Linked DNA regions of Sus scrofa: regions 1 and 3 are each linked to region 2. The links are chromatin contacts, called in public HiChIP or PLAC-seq maps. All regions are on one chromosome and are shown on one strand. The core of a region is the stretch at or near the end of the contact, and the rest is flanking DNA. Distances in the headings are between cores, read along the strand shown. Region 1 overlaps KIAA0556 (protein KIAA0556 homolog). Region 2 holds the start of GSG1L (germ cell-specific gene 1-like protein). Region 3 holds the start of KIAA0556 (protein KIAA0556 homolog).

Region 1 (2,700 bases), core at 77-2,576, 400 kb before region 2:
TATATTCAGTACCTGTAATAAGCCATAATGGAAAAGAATATGAAAAGAATATATATGTGTATAATGAATCACTCTGCTTTATAGCAGAAATTAAAACAGTGTTGTAAATCAACTATACTTTAATGAAATAAATTAAAAAAATAATAAAACCTTCTGAAGAAGAAAAAATAAAGGGGCCTTCATTTGTGGGGGGGGTCCCATCTTTTGGTAATGACTGAGTTGTCTATAATTAGCATGCATTTCTCTTACGGTAGCAAGAGAAAAATGAGAACCTCTCTTCAACAACTGATCTGAGGAGTTCCCGTTGTGGCTCAGCAGGTTAAGTACCTGACTAGTACCCATGAGGACGCAAGTTTGAGCCCTGGCCCTGTTCAGTGGGTTAAGGATCCAGCATTGCCATGAGCTGTGTCGAAGACACGGCTCAGATCTGGCGTTGGCTGTGGCTGTGGCGTGGGCCGGCAGCTGTGGCTCCAATTAGACCCCTAGCCTGGGAGCCTCCATATGCCATGGGTGTGGCCCTAAAAAAGGACAAGAGACAAACAAACAAACAAACAAAAAAACTTATCTGGGTTACATTTGGTTAGGACAGCCAAGATCACACATTCCTGGGTGTGGAGAAAGTAGTCCAACCCAAATCTTGTTGGAGACCCTGATTTTATAGGGTCCAGAGGGAAGGAACAGCGGCAAGGCTGGGGAATTGACTGCCTCCTTTTCGCAGATTGTTAGTTGTGTGTGTTCAAGACCCACGGGGCCATGTGGCGGTCTTTGGGGCTCTGGGTCGCCCGAGTGATGCGCCCAGGGACCCGGGCCTTCGTCAAGGTCAGCCTCTGCCCCTCGGCCTCCTGTGGGGTGTGTGCTGTACCCGGGGCCTCAGTCACTGCTTCCCTGCGTTCTGCTGTCACACCGCTGTGTTTCTCCGTTGCAGGGTTACACTAAGGACATGGTGACAGACTTTGATGAGAAACATGATGAGTATTTAATATTGCTGCAGCAGAGGAACCGGTAAGATGAAGCCGCTCGACGGCAGCCCTTCATATTAGCCAAATAAAAATCTGTTTAGATGTATTAACAGCATGCAGGCTCTGTTTCACATAGACAGGGGATGCAGTCGCCCTCCGCTCAGAGGCTGGGAATAATATCTGCCATCCCAGCTCTTCTCTCTCCATTCACTGATTTAATTGCAGCTTTGGATTGAGCTGTAGCAAACTGTGCCACGTGCGAAGGACCACCTCTCGCCTCCCAGCCGCTGTTCTGGGAGAAGCTGGGTTTGTGATGAAAAGCTAGAATGTGGCAAGGCCTGCGCATTCGTCACCTGAATAGCCCTGTCTGTGATCTCACAGGCTTTGAAGGTCCCTTGAAATCTGAGCCTGTAATCACGCCTTGTTCTTGTTCTGTCAAGGTGCAGTCATTTTACATTTGTATTTGAAACTGGTCCATGTCATTTAAAGTTAAATGAGTCCTAGAGTTCCTGTTGTGGTGCAGTGGTAACGGAATCCGACTAGTGTCCATGAGGATTCGGGTTTGATCCCTGGCCCCATTTGGTGCGTCAAGGATCCGGCGTGTTGTGAACTGAGGCATAGGTCACAGACACGGCTTGGATCCGGTGTTGCTGTGGCTGTGGTGTAGGCGGGCAGCTGCAGCTCCGATTTGACCCCTCGCCTGGGAACTTCCCTATGCCGTGGGTGCGGCCCTGAAAAGACAAAATAAAATAAGTGAGTCCTGATTTTTGGCTCGAGTGCTGGTTCTTATAAGAGCCTGTAGCTGATGCCATGTGTTGTGATTGAGGTCATAGCAGCGTGGTCTGGTTTGAAAGAGGTCTCTTGTGTCCTCTGTGTCTTTGCAGGCCCGCAAAAGTTCCTTTCACTGTGGTTTGTCTTCAGGCCTGGAACCTTGCAGAAAGCAGTGAGTTTGCAAACTCCCAGGCTAGGAGGGGCCAGGCGGTGAGTGAAGCTGGCTGGCTCAATGAGGACAGTGAGCGCCTGGGACTCCCACAGGCCCAGGGGTCTGTCCATATCCTCCAGGGTTTCCAGAGAAGCTGGAAATCTGGATTTGTGTGGTGAAACCTGAGTTTTTTTAAAATGTTGATAATGGGAGTTCCCGCTGTGGTGCAGCAGGCTAATGAACCGGCTTGTGTCTGTGGAGGCCCCAGGTTGATCCCTGGCCCGGCAGGGGAGTTCGCAGCTGTGGCTCAGATTGGCTCCTTGGCCCGGGAGCTTTAGGTGCAGCCGAAAAAGATAAATAAATAAATAAAATGTTGGTAATGATTTGCAGTCAAAGCACAAAACAAACAGAAGAAGCCTGCAGGGTCCCCCAAACAGCTCTGCAGCAGGGGGAGGAATGGGGCACGAATTTGGGCCTTTGTGTTGCAGGAGTGGGCTTGGAGCCTCATAGGCAAAGAGTTTGGGGGTGTCTCCTGAACGTGGGTTCAGCCCTTGTCTGCTGGGCTGGGTTCTCTGTGCTTGTTAACTGGGCCCCGGTGCTATGTTGCATGGGGCAAGATTTTTGGGGCAAGATTTTATGCTTTGCTATTGCCCCATGTGTTAGGAGTTTTGAATCCCTGCCCCTTTGCTAGATTCACCCAGACCCCCAGTATCTATGGCAACAATCCCTGCCTGCCTTCCAGAGGCCTCTTAGCAAGCCTGTCCCACTCCCAGGAGAGCAGCTCTGAATTATCTCTCCAGGACCAGCCAGAAATGCCAG
Region 2 (2,700 bases), core at 180-2,679:
CGACGCTCACTCCGGCCCTGGCTGCCTCCCGGCGAGTCCAGGAAGGGGTGCGAGGCCAAGGGAACTGTATGATCTGTCTTCTGAAAAGTGCCCCCCCTCGCCCAATTCTGATCGGAGCCTGGCTGAGCCGTCCCGCTTTCCCGCCTGCCTCCTCTCCTTCCCGCCGCATCCTCTCCCCCGCGGGGACCAGGACGCGAAGGGTTCCCCGGCGGGAACCCACGGCACTGTCCCCACTCCTCACTCCCGTGCCGCCCGAGCCCGGCCTGGGAGCGGTTTAGTGCATACCGGAGATGGGGGTGGAAGAATGACCCCCTCGGCGCCTGGCTCTGGGAATCTTCGGCGGGAGGGGAAGCTGATAGCCACAGTCCTCCACCACCACCCCCAGGCGGGACGGGAAGGATGGGCGCCTCCAGGGCCCCCCGCGAAAGAAAGAGGAGGAAGGGGAGAGCATAGAGCATAGAGTTCGGGCGCGGAAAGGAACGCGCGCCCCTCCGGCCGGCGGCCGGGGCGGGAGCCGAGAGACGCGCCTCCCCGAGGCGCGGCGACGTCCCCAAAGGCGCCCGGCGCTCGGAAGGGGCCGGAGCTCTGCCCGGACCCAGAAAGGGCCGAGCGTCCCGAACGCCCCGCATCGTACCCCGCACCCCCGCCCCGGACGTGCCCACCGCACTCCCCGCCCCGGAACCTTCGGCCGAGCCCGCGGCGCGCGGGGCACGGCGTCCTGGCGGCGCCTCAGGCCCCCAGCCTGGGCGCGCGGAGGGAGCGCAGGTTTGGGGCTCCGGCGCCGGGGCCGCGCGTTCCGGGGGAGCCGGGAGCCGAGCCCGCCAGCGCCGCCGCTCACTCACCAAGCCCGCCGAGCTCCTCCTCACACGAGTACCAAATGCCGGTGTGGAAATTCCTGAAGAGGAAGCGGTCGTCGCCCGTCTCCCAGCTGTAGAGCGCGCCGCCGGGGGGGCCGTTCCCCGCGGCGGCGGCGGCGGCGGCGGCGGCAGCAGCGGCGGGGGCGGCGGTGCCGTTGGCCGTGGCGTTGGCGCCCGAGTTGGGGCAGTTGGCGCGCCCGCCCTGGCCGCAGCCCGGCTTGGGCACCCGCTGCGTGCCCTGGCACCAGTGCGTGGTGAGGAAGGCGGTGGTGGCGAAGAGCAGAGCCAGCAGGTTCAGGGCCACGGCCAGGAGCGCTCGGCCGCGGCGGCTCGTCTTCATGCCGCCCGCGCCGCCGGGGAGCTCCGCGCGCGAAGTTGGCAGCCGGCGCCCCGCGTCAGCGGCCGCTGCCCGCCGCGCCCCGGGGCTCGGGCGCCTTCAATGGGCGGCGGCGGACGCGGCGCGAGCCCATGACCACCAGCACCCCCGGGGGTGGGGGCGCGGCGCGCAAGGGGCGTGGGGGGCGGGCAGAGGCGGCGGAGCGGCTCCGGCGCGCCCGGAGCCCGGAGCGCGAGTGCACCTCGGAGGGAGCCGCTGGCGCCTGGCAGCGGCCACGGCGCAGGGACGCGCGCCCCTCCGTGGGGAGACACCTGCAGGCGGCCGGCGACACTGTTCTGGCTCCCGCCCTCGCGGGGAGAGGGGGCGCCCCACGCCAGGCGCGGGCGGCGGCCGGGGAGAGAAGGCGCGCCCCCGAAAGAGACTCGCACCCGAATGGGGGGGGGGTCTGAAAAGCAGAAAGAGTGCGGGAAAGGCGCTCCTGGAGAAAGAGGCTTCCCACCGGGCACGTGGGACGGCAAAACCAGCGGGGAGGGAGCATCTCACGCAGGAACCAGAGAAGCCCTGCCCTCGGGAGAGAAGGGCTGAGCCTGTTGGGGCTCCCACCAGGAACAGGGACCAGCAGCACCCTTTCCCCCAGTAGGAGGCCCTATGAAGGATCCCCAAGAGTCTGAAAGGCAGAGTTGAGTTTGCTGGACTTCCCACACCCGAGAAACAGCAGGACCCCCTGGAAAAAATGCCACATACTGATCTTGGGGTTACAGGAGCGGTCAGGAGGGGTGCCTCTCCAGAAACGCGGGGTTGTGGAGCCTAAGGGGCTTGTGCTTCCCCTGAGGGGCTGTCAAGGAGGTTTGGGCTCCTCTGGCAGGATGAACCTGCTGTCGCCTGCGTTCCCTATCAGGGCTCGGAACAGCAGGAAGTGTAGCCAAGAAGTGTGCCACACAGGATGGCAAGTATTGGATATGACAAACAGGAGCATCACAGGCCAGATGATCCTGAGCAGCATGGCCCAAGGAGGGCCCATGCCAGACACGAATTTGCTGCAGTTACTAGGCAGGGGTGCCCCACAAAGGCTGGCCAACCCAGAATCTTCAAGGTTGGGGCGGGGGCAGAATGGTCAAGCATGCTGACTTTGGAGTCAGGTGACCCTGAGGCCTGACCAGCTGTGAACTCTGAAGAAGTTACTAAACCTCTCTGAGCCTCATTTCCATAGGGGGAGGGCTATTGGCTGTTGTGTTGAGATCACACTTGCAAAAAGCACTTGGCCCATAACACATAACAGGTGACCAATAGATGCTGGAGGAGGGAGAGAGAGAGAGAGAGAGAGAAAGGAAGAAAGGAAGGAAGGAAGGAAGGAAGGAAGGAAGGAAGGAAGGAAGGAAGGGAGGGAGGTGGAGTTCCCACTGTGGTACAGCAGGATCAGCAAAGTCTACAGAGCACTGGATTGCAGGTTCAATCCCCAGCCTGGCACAGCGGATTAAGGATCCAGCACTGCCACAGCTGTGGGAC
Region 3 (2,724 bases), core at 91-2,590, 460 kb before region 2:
GGCACAGGTCACAGCAGTGGCCTGGATTCCATTCCTGGCCCTGGAACGTCCATATGTTGCGGGTGTGGCCGAGGGAAAAAAAAAAAAGAGTACAGACTTGGGAGACAGATACCCTGGTTTTGAATCAACACTCAGTCACTTCCAATCTCCACGACTGAGGGACAGGTTACTTAGCTCTCTCCACCACTGTTTCCTCCTCTGCAAAATGGGGAAGACAACCACCTTCCTCGTGGAGTCACTGTGAGAAGGAAGTGGGTTCCATCTCCCAAAGCTCCCAGAACAAGATCTTAGAATAGTATCAGGCCATACCAAGAGCTAAATAAATGTGAGCTATTATTACTACTATTATTGTTGTGGTACAGCTGTCTGGTTGCCTTAGGCTCTCTAGGCCAGCAGGGAATGAATGTTCCATTAAGGCTGGTTAGCTCCACTGTCTGCAGCCTTTTTTTTTTTTGGGCAGCGCCCGCAGCATACCAAAGTTCCCCGGCCAGGGATCGAATCCCAGCCACAATAGTGGCAACGCCTAATTCTTAACCGCTGGGCCGCCAGGGAATTCCCATCGACTTGACTCTGGTCTCGCTCTTAAGAGCCTTCTGGCTCTAAAGCCAAGCTCCATTTAGAGGAAATACTCTTTGAAACCCAAAGAATATCCTCCCAGTCTTGCCCAATGCCACCCTAAACAGACACGAACATAATGGGACATCACCGAATCACCCCGAACTCCATCAGACGCCTGGGCCCCGCCAGGCCCGAGGGACCCCGAATCAGCCCTAGTCCGCGCCCCCATCGGACCGCGGGTCTTCCTTTCGCTTCCACTCCTTTCTCTCCGCTCCCGAAACGACCTGGACCCCTCCCAGCTCCATCAGACCCCGAACCCTGCCCTCGCCCGCCCACCCGGAGGGCCAGGCCGCTGACCGGTCCTGGAGCTGGAGATCTGGTCGTTCCCGAGGCTCCTCGTAGAAGCTGATGCCCGGATGCGTGGCAAGGGCCTGCCACAGAAACTCCTGCGTGTAGGGCTCCAAAGGCAGCGGGAAGGGCGGCACTCGTGTCTCCAGACGGCTCCAAAGCGCGGGCAGACACAGGCCATCAAGCCCCTCCAGGGCCACCTCGTCCAACAACGACTCTAGCGCGTCCATTGCTACTTCAGTTGGCTGCAGCTGCGGCGCCTGCGCACACGCCGCGGAGGGCCCTAGTCCATCGCGCCTGCGCACAACTACCAGCAGCCCGGAAGGCGGGGCGAATCCAGGGACTGGAGGAGGAGTTCCAGAGCACAGTCGTGACGTCACTCCCTTTGGGGCGGGTTCATTGCGTAGAGCTCCACCGCCATTGGTCGGGAACTCCGCAGTAACCAGGGGAACTGCAAACAGTATAGGGGCCGCTTCCGGTGCGAGCACCCGGAACCACCGCCTCCAGGGATGGACGGTGAGTGTCCGTGGGCCCCTCCGGGGGGTCTGGCAGTTACTCTCCCTTCCCTCCTGAGGGCCCTCTGGGAGGAACCCTAGGCCACAGACAGCTGGACCACCGCTGCCTGACCCAAGGTGGTTTCTGTCTGAGGGAAAGGGAGCCTTAGTGTTCCAGGGTGGGAAGAAGAGACTGGGGGGAGTGGTCAGTGATTTGGTCGCTGTGCTGCCTGTCGTCGTTGTGGAACCCGGTGCTGTCCGGGGAACCTCAGTGAAGAGGTTTTGTGTGGGAAAGAGAAATAGAGGACTGAGGGGAATTTTGTGTATCCTGGGATGTGGAGCTGTGGGACATGGGAGTTGGTAAGGGGGAAAGCGTCGTCGTGAGTGCAATCATCAGCTGTCGACAAATGGGACTTGGTAAGGGGGGTAGGGGGAGACTAGGGAATACTCTCTTTCTGTGCTTTGCTGCTTAGAATGGTTCAGTGCCGGGAACTCTGTAAGAGCTGTCGGGCAACTCGCTAAGCTTCCTAACAGTCTTTGGAGGTCAGTGTTATCCCATTTTACAAACGAGGACACTGAGGCTCAGAGAAGTATCTTGCCCCAAATCAAAGTCATCAAGTGACAGAGTGAGGAAGGAGCCCAGACACAGTCTCTTGGGTTTTTTTGTTTTTTGTTTTTTTTAAATGGGTTTATTACAGAGGTTGAGACTTAGAAGTGATTTTAGAAGGTCTTCATTCCAAACGATGCAAATGCAGATGTTTGCAGGGGCAAGTCTAGTGGGCTGGACTGGGCTATGACTGAAAGTCAATTTCTTTTCTGAAAGGGAAGCTTCTCACTCAGCTCCAACCAATTATTTTCCCACGGCACTTCTCCAAATGTCATTATGGCCAATCAGGCTGAAGGTCAGATGCAGCCTGTGGGCCACCATTTAGGGATTCCAGATAAGAATCCTAGGATTGACAATGAAAGCAATCCAAACATAAGCTACTCTGAAAGCTCATTTTATAAATGGGAAGACTGAAGTCTAGAGAGACGGGTAGAGTCGGCTGGAATCCACATCCTTTTCCTCATTATACTCCTGTCCCTCACTTCTGGGAAAGTTGTTCCTTTGTGATATCCACTTAATGCGTTATGGGAAAAAATGAATGGAACAGTCTGTTCTGTGCTTCAAAGACATCATTGCCCTTTGTACTTCAGAGGTACTATAAAATGTTATTCACAGGTTTGCCCAGGTCATTGTCCCGTTGCTGTAAAACAGCAGTACTCAAATCTTTCTTTGGTCTCAGGATGCCTTTATGCTTTTACCTCAAAAGAGCTTGTGTAT

The links. HiChIP or PLAC-seq counts read pairs in DNA pulled down with a chosen protein or histone mark.
Region 1: a contact with region 2 is called in an H3K27ac HiChIP or PLAC-seq map of alveolar macrophages. The contact joins the enhancer-like site here to the promoter of GSG1L in region 2. A contact is called at or near these places in 1 of 5 promoter capture datasets (liver), 19 of 47 Hi-C or Micro-C datasets (alveolar macrophages, blood, embryonic fibroblasts and 12 more) and 2 of 2 datasets of contacts at active chromatin or transcription factors (alveolar macrophages and skeletal muscle).
Region 3: an H3K27ac HiChIP or PLAC-seq map of alveolar macrophages shows a contact between it and region 2. The contact joins the promoter of KIAA0556 here to the promoter of GSG1L in region 2. A contact is called at or near these places in 1 of 5 promoter capture datasets (liver), 1 of 47 Hi-C or Micro-C datasets (embryonic fibroblasts) and 2 of 2 datasets of contacts at active chromatin or transcription factors (alveolar macrophages and skeletal muscle).

Annotation. Positions count from the first base shown.
Region 1 is chr3:19,304,762-19,307,461 of Sscrofa11.1, reverse strand. It overlaps KIAA0556 (protein KIAA0556 homolog), which reads left to right. Exons shown (of 30, transcript XM_021086440.1): 3 at 926-1,002. Among named protein-coding and RNA genes, the nearest start is that of KIAA0556, 62 kb to the left of the region's middle. Within about 2 kb of position 1,326, at least 5 of the 83 cell types and tissues checked have an H3K27ac peak or open chromatin away from gene starts, as enhancers often do. A contact at or near this core is called in alveolar macrophages and omental adipose tissue, where this site is marked.
Region 2 is chr3:18,902,966-18,905,665 of Sscrofa11.1, reverse strand. It overlaps GSG1L (germ cell-specific gene 1-like protein), which reads right to left and starts at 1,429. Exons shown (of 6, transcript XM_021086439.1): 1 at 843-1,429. The coding sequence starts at 1,197.
Region 3 is chr3:19,366,883-19,369,606 of Sscrofa11.1, reverse strand. KIAA0556 (protein KIAA0556 homolog) reads left to right here and starts at 1,340. Exons shown (of 30, transcript XM_021086440.1): 1 at 1,340-1,422. The coding sequence starts at 1,416. It overlaps GTF3C1 (general transcription factor 3C polypeptide 1), which reads right to left and starts at 1,248. Exons shown (of 37, transcript XM_005662065.3): 1 at 916-1,248. The coding sequence starts at 1,136.